Regions from separate parts of the Mus musculus genome. Here region 2 is linked to region 1. A link is a contact called in public promoter capture Hi-C data. All regions are on one chromosome and are shown on one strand. The core of a region is the stretch at or near the end of the contact, and the rest is flanking DNA. Distances in the headings are between cores, read along the strand shown.

Evidence for each region. Promoter capture Hi-C pulls out the DNA fragments that hold promoters and counts their contacts.
Region 2: a promoter capture Hi-C map of cranial neural crest shows a contact between it and region 1. The contact joins the promoter of 2310010J17Rik here to the promoter of Prss23 in region 1. A contact is called at or near these places in 4 of 39 promoter capture datasets (cranial neural crest, embryonic stem cells, hippocampal neurons and 1 more) and 1 of 115 datasets of contacts at active chromatin or transcription factors (large pre-B cells).

Annotation. Positions count from the first base shown.
Region 1 is chr7:89,514,269-89,520,979 of GRCm38.p6, reverse strand. Prss23 (protease, serine 23) reads left to right here and starts at 3,394. Exons shown (of 2, transcript NM_029614.4): 1 at 3,394-3,533.
Region 2 is chr7:90,124,815-90,131,888 of GRCm38.p6, reverse strand. It overlaps 2310010J17Rik (RIKEN cDNA 2310010J17 gene), which reads left to right and starts at 1,953. Exons shown (of 3, transcript NR_046007.1): 1 at 1,953-2,017; 2 at 4,845-4,961; 3 at 6,857-7,053. Picalm (phosphatidylinositol binding clathrin assembly protein) reads right to left here and starts at 1,676. Exons shown (of 20, transcript NM_001360867.1): 1 at 1,187-1,676. The coding sequence starts at 1,316.

The sequences.
Region 1 (6,711 bases), core at 2,145-4,644:
TTCTAACTCCTCAACTGCAGTGCACATAAAAAGGGTTGAGAAGGCAGTGAGGGGGCTGGGGTCCTTTCCCCCTGGGGGGAAGACAGACAAGTACAGAAAAAGAAAACAGCAGACATCTATGTGCGGCATGGGAACACCTGCTGTTTACACAGAACACATCTCTCAAAGGTCAAAGTACCCTACAGATCCATCATGTTGCTGTCCGTATGGCCGCCGTGCAGATGACCTAAGGGCCAAATTATTTTTCTATAACGAATCTAGGAAACATCTAAAGCCAGAGTCCTGTTTAAGCCCTGGACCCTCTGTACGTCTGTCTGTGCTGTTGTTTGTTTGTTAGCTGTTTGGGGAGAAGACGGTAACAACTGGAACTGGCCGAGAGAGGGAAGTGTTCTGAGGCCCGTCTGTGCCCCAGTTTTTCTTTATGATTGATGGAAGTAATATTTGTTCTTCCTGGCTCTACTTTGAAAACTACAACTGTTAAGAAAAATAAGCAATAACTGTCAAAAAAATGGACAGAGGTCTTGCTATATGAAAAGGCTTCAAAACACCGTCTCTTTGCACAGTGGAGTAGCCACAGCTCATGTTTATTACCTGTTCCCTGCACATAAAGAACTATTCTCAAGCACATTCTGCGTATTTATCTATTCAACCTTTAACGCAACCCCAGCAGCCCTGGTTGTATAGAAGGGGCTACTGAGGCAGGGAAAGGTTAGGACAAAAGCCACAATGCTAGTCAGGAGCAGATCCTGGCAGGGTACCACACAGAACTGTGGGATCTTATGACATAGAAACAGTAGCACTGGCACTGTACTATATAGTCTTGGACAAAATAGTTCTCAATGCTCAATGTGTTTATATGTAATGGTGAGAAGCCTACAAGGTCAAGATTGAGGATAGACATGATGTCAAAACAGAGGGACCAAGTCTTTCATGCCATTTTAGCCATTCCTGTAAAGTAACGGAGCCAATAGTTTAGTTAGCCCACATATCAAAGGAGCTCTGGTATTAACGCTGATAGGCAGCTAACAACACATCACATGGCCGTGTGGCCTCTAAAGCAAGCAGTTATTTACTTAACTAAGAGCAGATGAAGCTGGAGGGTTTATCTGGGTTTTTCTTTGGTAATAATTCTTGTGCCTTTGTCATTTCTGTGACCTCTTGAACTGCACTAGGTTTTAGTTGGTGTAGTCATAAAGAGTTCCAAGTCCATAAATATAGCTCGATTGGGAGCTATAAACCCTGGGAGACCCGTAATTTAATTTGTTTTACTTGTGTGATCTCAAAGAATCACTCTAAGCATGTTCTGGATCATTGAGATAACCATCAGTACTACTTTTCTATTGCTGTGATAATACCACATGGCCAAGGCAACTTAGAGAAGAGTTTATTCCAGCTTACAGTGTGAGAGGGTCAGAGTCCATGGAGGCAAGACATGGCAAGCAGGAGGCTGAGAGCTCAGACCTTAAATCCCAAGCACAAAACAGAGAAGGTGAACTGGGAATGGTGCCAGCCTCTGAAACCTCAAAGCCCACCCCCAGTGACACACTTCCTGAGTCGAGGCCACACCTCCCAAGCCTACCTAAACACCACCACCAACTGGGGACCAAGTATTTTAAATGCCAGAGACTATGGGAAACATCTCATTCAAATCACCAAGAGTTAATCTGGTTTTTATGTGCTAAGCTTTGGCCCTAGGAAATTACCACTTTCACAGTTATGTTAACAAGAAAGAGAGCTGGGAAGAACAAGAAGTGAGAGAACAGAGTGTTTTAGGGCCTTGCACAGACCACAGGAGTGGAAGCACTGTGGAGAACTGACTGAGAGAAACCCTAAATTTTACTGTTCCGGAAGAGAATCTTTGTATTCGATCAGTTTGAGTTTTATTCTTGAGTTGTTCAAACGTTTAAGTTTTCACCTAGCTTTATGTATACACTCACATTAATGGATTGTTTAAAAAGAAAATGTAAGCTAAGACAGGGGAGGTCTAAGAAGGTTTTGCCTTTAACGTGGTGGACAATACTAGTTTCCTTTATGTTTGAGAAACACTACTCAACAATGTGTTCAGGGCTTTCCTATTTAAAGGCAAGGCAAACACTAGCTCACTGGACATGTCACTAACATCCTGGTGTGGAATAGGATGTCAGGCCCTCCCTTTCTGAGGGCAAGCTTTGACAGGAAAAAAGGAAGGCTACTCTGGGATTGACAGGAGAAAAAAGAAGGAGGAGGAAGAGGAGGAGGAGGAGGAGGAGGAGGAGGAGGAAGAGGAGGAGGAGGAGGAGCAGGAGGAGGAGGAGAAGGAGGAGAAGGAGGGAGAGGAGGAGGAGGAGGAGGAGGGAGAGGAGGAGGAGGGAGAGGAGGAGGAGGAGGAGGAGGAGGAGGAGGAGGAGGAGGAGGAGGAGAGAAGAAAACGACCTCTGCAAAATTTTGTCCTACTGTTCAGGAGCTGTCTGACTGCTAGCAAGATTAGGCCTCTCCAGTCCTCCAGTCCTGAGGGGAAATCCACAGCTCCACCCTTTTCATCTCCATGACCTGCATGAAGGGTTGGTTCACAGAAATGGATGTGTGGATAGTCTTAAGAGACTACTAAGACTATATAGCATTAGATATTTAAATAGTGAGGTCACCAGGCTGACTCAGTCCCCCAGGTGTGGACTTCTCCAGTGATTTAGGGAAACAGGCACCATAAGCTAGGAGGTGGCTCCACCAGCTGGTGCCCTGGTGCCCCAGTAAAGACCAGGCCGGGGGCGTCACCAGTCAACCCCTGGGAAGCTGCCAAGTCCGCGATCCCTTGCTGTGCTCTGGGACCCAGTATGCTAGCAGCTGAACTGCAGGGCCTGCAACCTCGGTAGCCTGCCTCTGGATTACAAACTGAGGTACACTCTAGAAGCGCTAGAGGAGGAACTAAGGTGGAAAGGAGCTCGGTCGTCACTATTCAAGGCGCACAGAATGCGCACGGGTGAGGAGCTTACAAGTTTGAATTCTGCTTTGCAAACTTGCCTAGCGGCGCTCCACGCACCCGGGGTGCTGGAGGACTGGAAGGTTGGAAGGGACCGCCCACTCTGGAGCATTGCTTTAGCAGACTCTGGGCAATGTAGACCCCTAGAACTTGGTGTGAAGTTGTCTAGAGCGGGAGAGTGCAAGAGTCACTGGTAGGAGCCGTTCATCGGACACGGTGCAGGGGCATCGAGTACGGGGACCCGCTGGTGGTGACGCGCTGCGGAGACCCACCTGCGCGGGGCCCGAGGGTTCTGGACCTCTGAATAGCAGGGTGACGCTGGCTGGAGGCAGGCGGCTAGGGGAAGGGGAGGCGACGGCCGGCGGGCTGCGCGGCTCGCGGCTGGGGGCGGGGCGGGAGGGCCCGGGAGGCGAAGGGGAGGGGATGGGGGGCGGACCGGGTGCTGCAGGCTCTGCTGGACCTCAGGCTCGCACTCGGCCACTCTGCGGAGCAGGCATGGGAGCCGCGCGCGTCCTCCGGGCGCCCACACCTGTCTGAGCGGCGCACGGCCGCGGCCCCGGCGGGCTGCTCCACGCGGGTGAGTGCGATGCGGGGACCCGGCGTCTCCCGCTGGGTCCGAAGGACCAGGCGTGTGCCGGAGCCGGACAAAGAGTCGGGTGCGCGCGGGGTGGGGTGGCTGCGGGTAACACCGGGGAGTTTGCCGTGGCTTCCGCACAGACTCTGGGCTTAGGACAAGAGCCTGAAAGAGCCTCCCTCCCCGGACACCGGCTCTGTACAGCGTTTGGATTCACTCAGTGTCTCTCTTAAAGTGGATGGGGAAAAGAAGGTTTTGAAAGCGCTGTCTTGGATGCAAGGTGTTGTCTAGGGGTCAAGTGGAGCTGTGTATGGCAAGGTGTCCCTGGAGAGGTCAAGGTAGGCTCTCCCCCACGAACACACACTGTAACCTCTACCATTTTCTTTCTTTGAGTTTTGCGCCTACTGTATCTGACTTCATCGTGCTCTGAGCATTAATTTTTAACCTGGCACGTGACTATGAACACACCTTAACAAGCAAGAAAAAGTCAGCAAACACAAGTTGGGATCAGGCTCTGTGCTGGGTGCCGACTTTGCTCTGAGTGCTAAATCTAGAAAATTATGCCTGGGCTATCAACAGTTGTTGGAAGCAAATATTTCTTCAGCATGTAGCCATTTATCACAAATTGCTAACTGAAAGAAAAGATTTGCCCTCCCCTAGAACTTTTAAGAGAGGAAGATGTGTTTAGATGGAGCAATACCACCCCCTCCTGAAATGGAGCCGATTCTCCCTCCCACCTCCCTCAGAGCATCCCTTGAGAAAAGCCTCTGATTAAAATCCTGTTTGTTTTATTGTCCATTGGGTGACATCCACGAGAATTTAGAAACAGCCCGTAGCCTGTGGAAAGTTCCAGATGATTCAGGATCTCGGTTAGTATAGAAATTGCTACTCCCAGGTCTTGTAAGTGAACTTGAGAGGTCCTAGCGAATGCCTTAAGGACAGATAGGTCAATACAAAATAGCCTTATCAGGCTCTGTGAGAAGAGTTTGATTTATAGTTGAAGTTAGGTTTTTCCAAAATCCCTATTGCAAATTAGTATCAGGATATTGTTAGACATTGTTTCGGGGGGGGAAAGTGTTTAAAAGAACTATTACCTGTCTTTCTAGGAGTCTCCTAGGAGTGAGGTACAGTAGTGCATGCCTGTGAATCCTAACACTTCGAAGGCTGGGGAAGGCCAGTGAACTTGAGGCTAGCCTGTGTTATTCAGTGAACATTTTTAAAGAGTCTCTTAGAACTGGATTGGGGACGGGATAAAGAGACCGAGGATTCTTTTGAAGGCACTACATTCATTTTTTTTCTGAGTGTGCCATAAATATATGAATAAATCTTCACTTGTATTTTCCATTATTATAAACAGGCAGTAGGCAGCTTGTCATGCTTTCTCTGACCTTGGAAGGAAGCAGTCTTCCAAGGTAATTAATATGGATTTCATTTCTGTCTCACTGATGACTATTCAGGTAGACAGTGGATGTAGGTATATTTTTCTGCCTGTGGCCTAAGTGCCAAAGTTCCCATTAGTGTGTCTGAGAACATTGTTGGCCCAGGTCTGCTGTGCTAATAGTCTCAGGTTCTCCTGAGCATCCCTCCCATGGATGTTTTAGGAGTTAATGCACCGGGCATTATTCATGCATAATTCCAAATAACTCCAGGGATTTCGTTTCTCATGGTCTCACCATTGACAGCACTCTGTAATTGCTCTGCTGCTAGGCTGTCTTGGGATTACTAGGATGGCTCATTTTGCCTAAAACCTGATAGAGAAGTTAAGCTCTGTGTGACCATGAGATTGTACTTGATTTGCTGGGCTTCTTAAGTCCCCTCCCGTTTCCTTACAAGACCATCATTCTTAAGCCATACTGTGACTGGGTCTGTCTTGCCTTAAGGGGTTATGTGATTCTGGAAAATGAGAGCAAGCTTGGCTTCAGTGTATTCACAGAGCTTTGTTCATTTGTAGGCATTTGCTTGGGGAATTAGCAAAGCCTCATTGTTCAGTGTCCCTGGCTACAGATTTCATGGAGGACCCTTTGTCGCTCTTCCAACTGGTGTCTAGCATGAGCACCACCTTCATGTACTTTCTTACATTTTATTGTGGTCACAGGAAACCGTACTTTGTAGAATAGACAATAGATGTCTGAAAAACTAGATGTTCTCTTGTAGCAATTGCTGGCTTCTAGGAGTTAAATCATTCATTCAAACATTGTCCCCCATAAGGAGAACTGAGTTGTTAGCAGTTTTGAAGACTGTCCTCTAGAGAATCACAAAAGTTATTCTCAGTACTCCAGTCCCTAGTCCCTAGTCCTCAGTCCCTAGGAAGGTTATTGTCATTGGCACATCTGATAATGTGCAAATTCCCTCTACCATAAAACTATTATTGGGCTTATGAAGTATGTTTGTAAAGTGTAAATATTTTGATGCACTAGATAACTAGACAGTGGCTAATATTTGCAACCTGGGCAGGGAGTGTGTAGTCTTCTTGTGAGTCAGATAGTCAAAGCTGGAAAAGAAATGCAGTTTCTCTATTACTAAGTATGATGAGAAAAATCGCTGTTTACCTTGCTTCTCCATTTTGCTTTGCTACTGGGTGAAGTAATTCATAAAAAACATTTAGTTGGAAAGCTTAGAAGATAGTTTATGTGCATGAGGAACCTGTATCCTGCAAAGGTTCATTCCTAGAAATGGAATGTGACAGAACTAACATTTTTTTTTCATCCAGATTTAGCTATAAGAAAGATAAGGTTTGGCAATCTTCATTCCTTTCAAAAGGTGTTGGCTTTCCAAACAGCTCTACAAGAACAAGATGATCCACTTTTAAATACTACAGGATTTAAAGTTAGGTAGCACATGCATCATGTTTCTAGCTGAGAGATTAAAATTGTGTATGTTACATCCCTGAATGTCTATGTATAAATCACTTTAAATAGGATGACAGAGCAAATTACTTTGGATGCTTATAACTTTAATAGCCAAGTGCCAGTTTAAGTCTACATGAGGACTTCACATTTAGTTTTATGTCTCAATTGCTCAGCAGATATTCCCAATCAATTTGGAAAAATGTTCTGCACTAATTTCTCGAAGTCTATGTCCCTTTCTATGTTTGGACTAAAGTTTTAACTTTCAGAGGCTCATAGAAACCTTAAGGAAAATGTAGAATGAAGATCGTCTTATCATGTCAATGAATGCAGTT
Region 2 (7,074 bases), core at 704-3,203, 610 kb before region 1:
TTTGTACCCTAGGGCAAAGGAGCAACAAGAAAAAGGAGGTGGTTTTACAGGTGGCTCCTAGGTTAGAAAGCAACTGGGAGGAGTCCGCTCTATTAACTGTACCTAAGTTTATGCTGGAGTTACATTATGCCGCTTAAGCAAGATAGTTATCCAAAATACAGCTAGCATAAATTAAAACGTTTCCAAACCTGATTATTTGTACTTAAATATATTGATCCATTTCGAACCGCTACACATCACACTCAAGCTTCTAAATTCAAACCACCAATGTTAACAGTTCCAGGAACTGATACCAAAACCAGCAAAGCCCTTATCCATATCCTCATATGGATTACAAAAGGGGGGGGGGGGTAGAACATGCACAACACACAACTTCAAAACTCAGACAATATAATGATGGCAAATAAAAATAGTAACTTCCCACAAAGCCTTCCCCACACCACACTGAATCCCTTTGTTTCTACTCCCCACAAGCGTAAATGGAATAAAAGCCGAGTAACTGGGCATAGTATTGAAAGAAGGAGGTGACAAGAAGTCAAAGGAACTTAACGGAAGCTAGAATGGCAAAGATGACCGAAAAGGTAGATAGAAAGGTAGAAAAGGAAACCACAAAGAAATGGGAGGAGGGGAAAAACACTTCAAGAGCTGAGAAGTGACAGAAATCTGGTCCCACCAAGCAGAGTTAGTACGGAAATACGAAAAAAAAAAAAAAAAAAAAAAAGAAAGGAAAGGGAATTTTAAAAAGCTAATGGAACAATGGGGCGGTGAGCCTGAGTCCTGGAGACATTAGCCGGGGAATCACTGAGCGGACGGCTGCTAGGAGGTACGGGACGGGTGGGATGGAAGGGCAAAAGGGGCTGCAGTAGCTGGGAGAGGAGTCTGAGTGAGGAGCTGGGTGGGAGGCAAGTTGGTGGAGCGCGATGGGCTTGGTGGTGCCGGGGGCTAGGAGGCGAGGGTCTCAGGGGATCTCTGGGGGCGCAATGGATTGTCACATTTTTTTTCTCTCTTTTGAGAGAAGAGCAGAGGCCGTTAAAGGCAGGTGTGATGGGAGCAGAAAAGAACACACAGCTCGACCAGGCACAGGAGCCATCGTGCAGATAAGACGCAGGGAGGGAAGAGGCAGCCCAAGAGAGAGAGGAGGACGATGGAGAGGGGTCGGGAGAGGATGCGGGGGGTCTTCACTCACAGTCCAGGTGCTTTTTCTTGGGGCCCATGATCTCGTGGGTCGTGGCCTTGCATACTGTCTTAGATACCGCGGAGCCAGTGACACTGTGCTGGGCCGCGGTGATTCGGTCCGTCAGGCTCTGGCCAGACATCTCTGCGGCTCGTCCGCCACCCCTTCCGCTCCGCAGCCGGCGGGGCCTGGGACCCCCAAGCGCCCGAGGGTCCCCACCCCCCACCGCACCCCCTACCCCCACCGGCTCCCCGCCCGCCTGCCGGCCTGGGGCGGGGCTCAGGGCCGCGCGCCGCCACCCGCTCCGAGAGCCCCGGCTCGCGTGTTCCCCCGGCGGGCTCCCACACCAAGTCGGGGCCACTCCCGGGTCCCGCGCCTCAGCCTCGGCCCACCCCTTCCCTGGTCAGCTGGAGCCCGACCGGGTAAGAGGGCCAGGCAGCTGCAGGAAAATGGCGGCGCCAGGCTCCTCCTCGGAGCTTTCCGGGCTGCCCCTAGGTCACGTGACTCGGGTTCCGCCCCCTGCTCGCTTCCTCCCGCCCCTTCTCCCTTCCCTTTCCTCTCCGGCGCGCCCCCCTCCCTCGCTCCGGCGAGGGAAGAGCGGGGCGGCGCCCGCGCGCTACGTGGTGGAACCCGCCCGGCGGGCGCAACAGGAGGCCCGCCCGCGGGGGACGGCGCGGCCCGCCGCGTCACGTGACGCGCCCTGCCAACAGGTCGCCCGAGGCAGGGCCCCGCGTGTCGTAGGGGGGCGGGGGGGAGGGGCGGCCCGCTGCGCCCCTCTTTCACCCCGGAGGCGAGGACGCCCGCCCTCGTGTCAGAGGCTGACGCCGTGGGCTTGACAAAGAGGTGAGGCAGCTGCTGCCTGTGCGTAGTTTTCACCCCGAACTGGAGGTGCCTGGGCTCCGGGGCTTCGCCTCGCTCAATTTGGCGCCGACCCCACGGCCCTCCTCCTGCCTTAAAGAAAACGGCTCCAGCCAGTCTCTTTCTGAGCCTACACACAGGCCTCTTCAAATGCACCCCGCTCTCCCTTTTAGTAACAGGGCTTTGGGGCTTTTTTTTTTTTTTTCACCCCCTCGTCTTCTTTGAGAGTGTTGGAAACGTCACCTAGTTTTGTTTATCTCGACTTACTAAGAGTCGCCACGTTCCTGCCAGTCTAAATTTAGATAGAAGCCAGCCCGGTATTCATTCTCTGCGGTGTCAAATACGACAGGAAACACATAGCTTCAGTGGAATTTGAAAAGGGAAGTAGTAGGGTGATGTCAACAGTGATTAACTTGACCCTACAAGGCTGACAACCAGCGAGATTAAAGGTCCACACCATAGAAGGAAGTGAGACAGCTCGGTAAAAGGAGAAGTCCCATTCAGAGTCAGACATCAGTACCTGCGATCTCCCCTGGTTTAGCCTTTCTTCCCTTTGGCCTCTTTTCTCCTCTTGTGTGAGCCAGATTTCCATGGAAAGATATTGACTCTGCCCTGTAGGCATTTTAGACCAGTATTACATCCCGAGACTTAGATCTATGAAATCCAGAAGATCTATGAACAAAGCCTTTTTAAATGTTACTAGTGCTCCACATTTAACTCAAGAGTTAGGGATAAATTTTAAATTCTCTGTGAATGTTAAGTTACCATCATGGTTCTATGTAATCTTGCTAGTTTCAAATGAGATTCGAGCGTACTCAAAATCTGTGTACACCATCTGCCAACCAAATCTAGAATATTGCGCTTAAATCTGTTAACTCTCAACGGATGAAAAGCTAATAGATGTTTAAAATTGTGTGTGGTATGAGGAATTCTGTGGTCTCTTCACATTCCCTTTCTATCTCACACGCCATTCTGAAGCACGGTGATTTTGGCAAGAACTCACAATTCTTATTAAGGCTGCAGGTTTCATTCTTGTCACACCAGCTTGAGAATTCACAAAACTGTAAAACTCCCTTTGGTGCATCTGCATTCCATTTGTAATTTGGTACCCTGTGTTTATCAGGCAGTGGAATGACCGGGAATTTTTGTTTGGTTGGTTTTTGTCTGTGGTGTGTACTCATGTATGCATGTTCACGTGACCCACATGTGTGTGCAAGTTTTAATCCATTATAATTTCTTTTATTCTCAAACTATTCTACTAATTTCTTAGCTAATTTCTTTATCATTGTTTAACCAACTATCCAGTTAATATTTTCTGAACCTATAGTGGGATTGTTTTTGCACTAAAATTGTCTAGTAACTCTCTAAAGATTGTGTCTCCACAATGTGCCCACCCATGCCCTACCCCCATACCACCAATTAATATGTTGAATTTTAATCCTCAAGAGTGTTAAGATGTGGCCTAATGGGAAGCATTTAAATCATACACGGATTAATACTAACTATAAAAGTATTTGAAGTTCCTACTCTTTTCTCTTTCTCTTTGCCTTGTGCTCTAAAATAACCAAGCTCTTGATTTCGGGGACCTCCTAGCCTCCAGAATTGATCAATGTATGCTTATTAAAAATTAACCAGTTCTGTGGGTTGTGGTGGCAGCAGCACTTGCCTTTAATTATAACACTTGGGAGGCAGAGGAAGGCTGATCTCTGAATTTGAGGCCAGCCTGATCTACACAGAGAAACCCTGTCTTGAAAAACAAAAACAAAAAAGTTACCCAGTCAGAGCTGGTGCTGGTTGTGGTGGTAGTTGTGATGGTGATGGTAATGGGTAGTGGTAATGGAGGTGGTGATGATGGTGGTGATGGTGGTGGTGGTGGTAGTGTTGATGGGGGTGATGGTGGTGGTTATGGTGGTGATAATGCACCTTTAAGTCCAGTGCTTAGAAGGCAGAGACAGGTGGGTCTCTGTGAGGTTGAAGCCAGCCTGAACATAGTTTCAGGAGAGCCAGGGCTATGTAAGGATACCGTGTCTCAAAAAACAAACAAAAATTATCCAATCTGCAGTCTTCTGCTATAGCAACAAAAAGTAAAGCAAGCTCCACTGTCACTGTCCTAGAAGCTTCAGGTCTCTGTGCCATGGAAACAGGACTCTTTAGGATCTACCCCTGACCTAACTACTTACTGGACCTCATCTCTTTCTAGTTTCCTACTGTATGCTGCCTACTACACTTAGAAATACCATTTTGGTGTACATCCTAATGGGTATGAATCTCCTTTTGCTACTGATTGTATTCTGTATTTACTTCTTCAATTGCTTTACTGCACTAACATGGGGAGGGAAAAAAGAGAGGCTTGTGGTTTCAATCTAGACTGCCTCCTACAGAATCATGTGCCTATTCCTGGGGCTGTAGAGAGGGCCCAGTGTTAAGAACATTTGCTGTTCTTGCTGCGAACCTGAGTTCAGTTCCCAGGAACTGGGTTAAATCATAGCCATCTCAAATTCCAGCTCCAGGGGATGTAGTGTTCTCTCCTGGCCTTTGAAGACAAATGCATATATATATATATATATATATATATATATATATATATATATATATACACACACACACACACACACAGACACATGGGTCCCTATAAATAATTTTTAAATTATAAACTTTTTAAAATAAATAAATACCTGGTCCTGAATTGGTAGTACTATTTTGGGAGGTTATGGGGCCTGTATGATGGAGGTAGGCCCTAGGAGGTATTCCTTTGAGGGTTATAACCTAACCTACTCCTTCTGGTCCTGCTGTGTGCTTTCTGTTTGATCAGTCATGTTACGAGCTCTGCTACATGTTCCCACGAACACAGTGCCACTCTACGTATCTCCCCACTACTGATGAATGGGCTGAGACATGCTGAAACCAGGAACGACAGTCCTTTTATGAGGTACTTCAGTCGGGTATTTTGTCTTAGTGATAAAAAAAGCAACTGATACATATCCTCGTTACATCAAATTTACAGCGTAATGATAGTTGGGTGCATGAATGAAAACACAACTTATTTAAATAGACCATCACTGCAAATCTTCCATTTGATAAAATCTTCCCGAGTTTCTATTAATATATTGTGTCCATTGTATAATTATCCTATAATATCTGTCTGAGGCATCATCCTTACTCAGTATTTTATTAATCCATTCTTTCAAAAACTATGTATTGAACATTTACTGTGGGTCAGGCACAAATTTAAATGCTCTATCCTGGTCTAATGATGAACTCAATAGTTCTGTACAAACTATCAGTTCTCTATTTCAGTCCAACTTGAAGGCAAGTTTGATTTACAATGAACAGTCCCCAAACTGTGTAAATAGCATATGTTAGTCCCCACTAAATATAAATGTGTGTGTGTGTGTGTGTGTGTGTGTGTTTGTGTGTTGGAGAGAGTCCTGGAGTCCAGGAGGAAGAATAAACAGTGTTTAATGCCTTCTATCAACTACAAATACAACAAAACTTTTTCATGTAATTCTTATAATAATTGCAAAACGTATTGTACTTATCTAATACAGCAATACAAACAAGCCCAATAAAGTAACCTCCCTAAGTTCCACAGATTCTAAGTGTCAGAAACAAGATTTAGGAACTCATTTTTTTTCTATTACTATATATAGACCATTTAGTCAATAATTGAAGCAACTGACAATATAAATTAAATTCACTCAACAAATAGATCTTCTCTGTAGACAGCATTCTAGGTCGTGTTGGATATTATAATATTATAATGTACACGATAAGCATGGTTTCTATTCTTAGACTCTGGTAGGATAGGATTGTATTTGTAGGCTTCCATGTTTTGTGATCTTATTTTGAGATAAGCTCTTATTCTGTAGCCCAACATGGCCTTAAACTTACTATTTAGCCCAGGCTAGCCACAAACTCATGTTCCTCTAGCTCCAGACTTCTTAGTGTTAAGATTACAGACATGTACCATCATCCCTGGCCTGTTCTTAGACCTTAAAAAAATCTTGAAGTAGGAAGAGAGGAGAAAATAAGTGGGAATTAAAATGTGTGCTTGACCTGAGGCTCCTGATAATGTCTATGACTTAAAAGTAAGAAAGTGGGCCTGGCATGGTGGCACTTGCCTGTAATTCCAGAGCTTGGGAATTAAGAGCTCAAGGTCAGTCTGACCTGCATAGACCCTGTGTCAAAAAGAGAGTGAACGGAAAAGACCGTGGAAAGAAATGACCAGGTTTTGTGTAGTTGCTACTTCATTTAAACCTATCTCGAGGTGCAAGGAGAGTCTACTTCTTCCCTGTTCTCACTCTCCTCAGACATTGTTGTCTAAATCAGAACCCTGTGGCACTGTGTTGATCTGAACATCCAGCAACTCATTCCTCCCTTATCTTTAGCTGCTGCTTCTACTTAATGATGCAGCCAAATGAGTAAGAGATTGCCTTATATAACCTACTTTTCTTTGTAACAGAGAACTCCAGCAAGGACTGTGGTTCAATTGAAGGAGACTAATTCAAGCTCTCGGCATTCATATTTGTGATGGTAATAATAACATTCGAGTGTTGATTACTTGTTCTGTGCCAAGCATGTAACATGCATTATCTCCTTCACTCTGAACCAGCTTCATGACTTCAAGGATACAAACATCTGATGACCAAATGGTTTCTTTCTTCCCTTAAGCACACAGTTAGACTGTTTCCTGGCCACCGTCGTGATTAGCTGGGGCCAAATGCCTGATGTCTGTCCAAGAACACAGACAGAAAATGATGATGGTTTGGGCAGTGAGCCCTGAAAACCTCTAACATGTGTTCAACATTCTTTTCCTACTTCCAGATGAATAAGACTTCAGAGAATTATGAAGTTGAAACCACAACGTGGAAGACACCTGGGGTTGACAAACGAGTCATTGGAGACGCGCTTCCTAGGAGAGCTGTGTGACCAGGAACACCTAGAGTAGTGTATTTGCTTTGTTAAAGAGTGACTTGTATGAGAGAGAAATCTATTTTCCATAAAAATAAAAAAAGAATGACTGAAATCTTTCAAACCGCTAT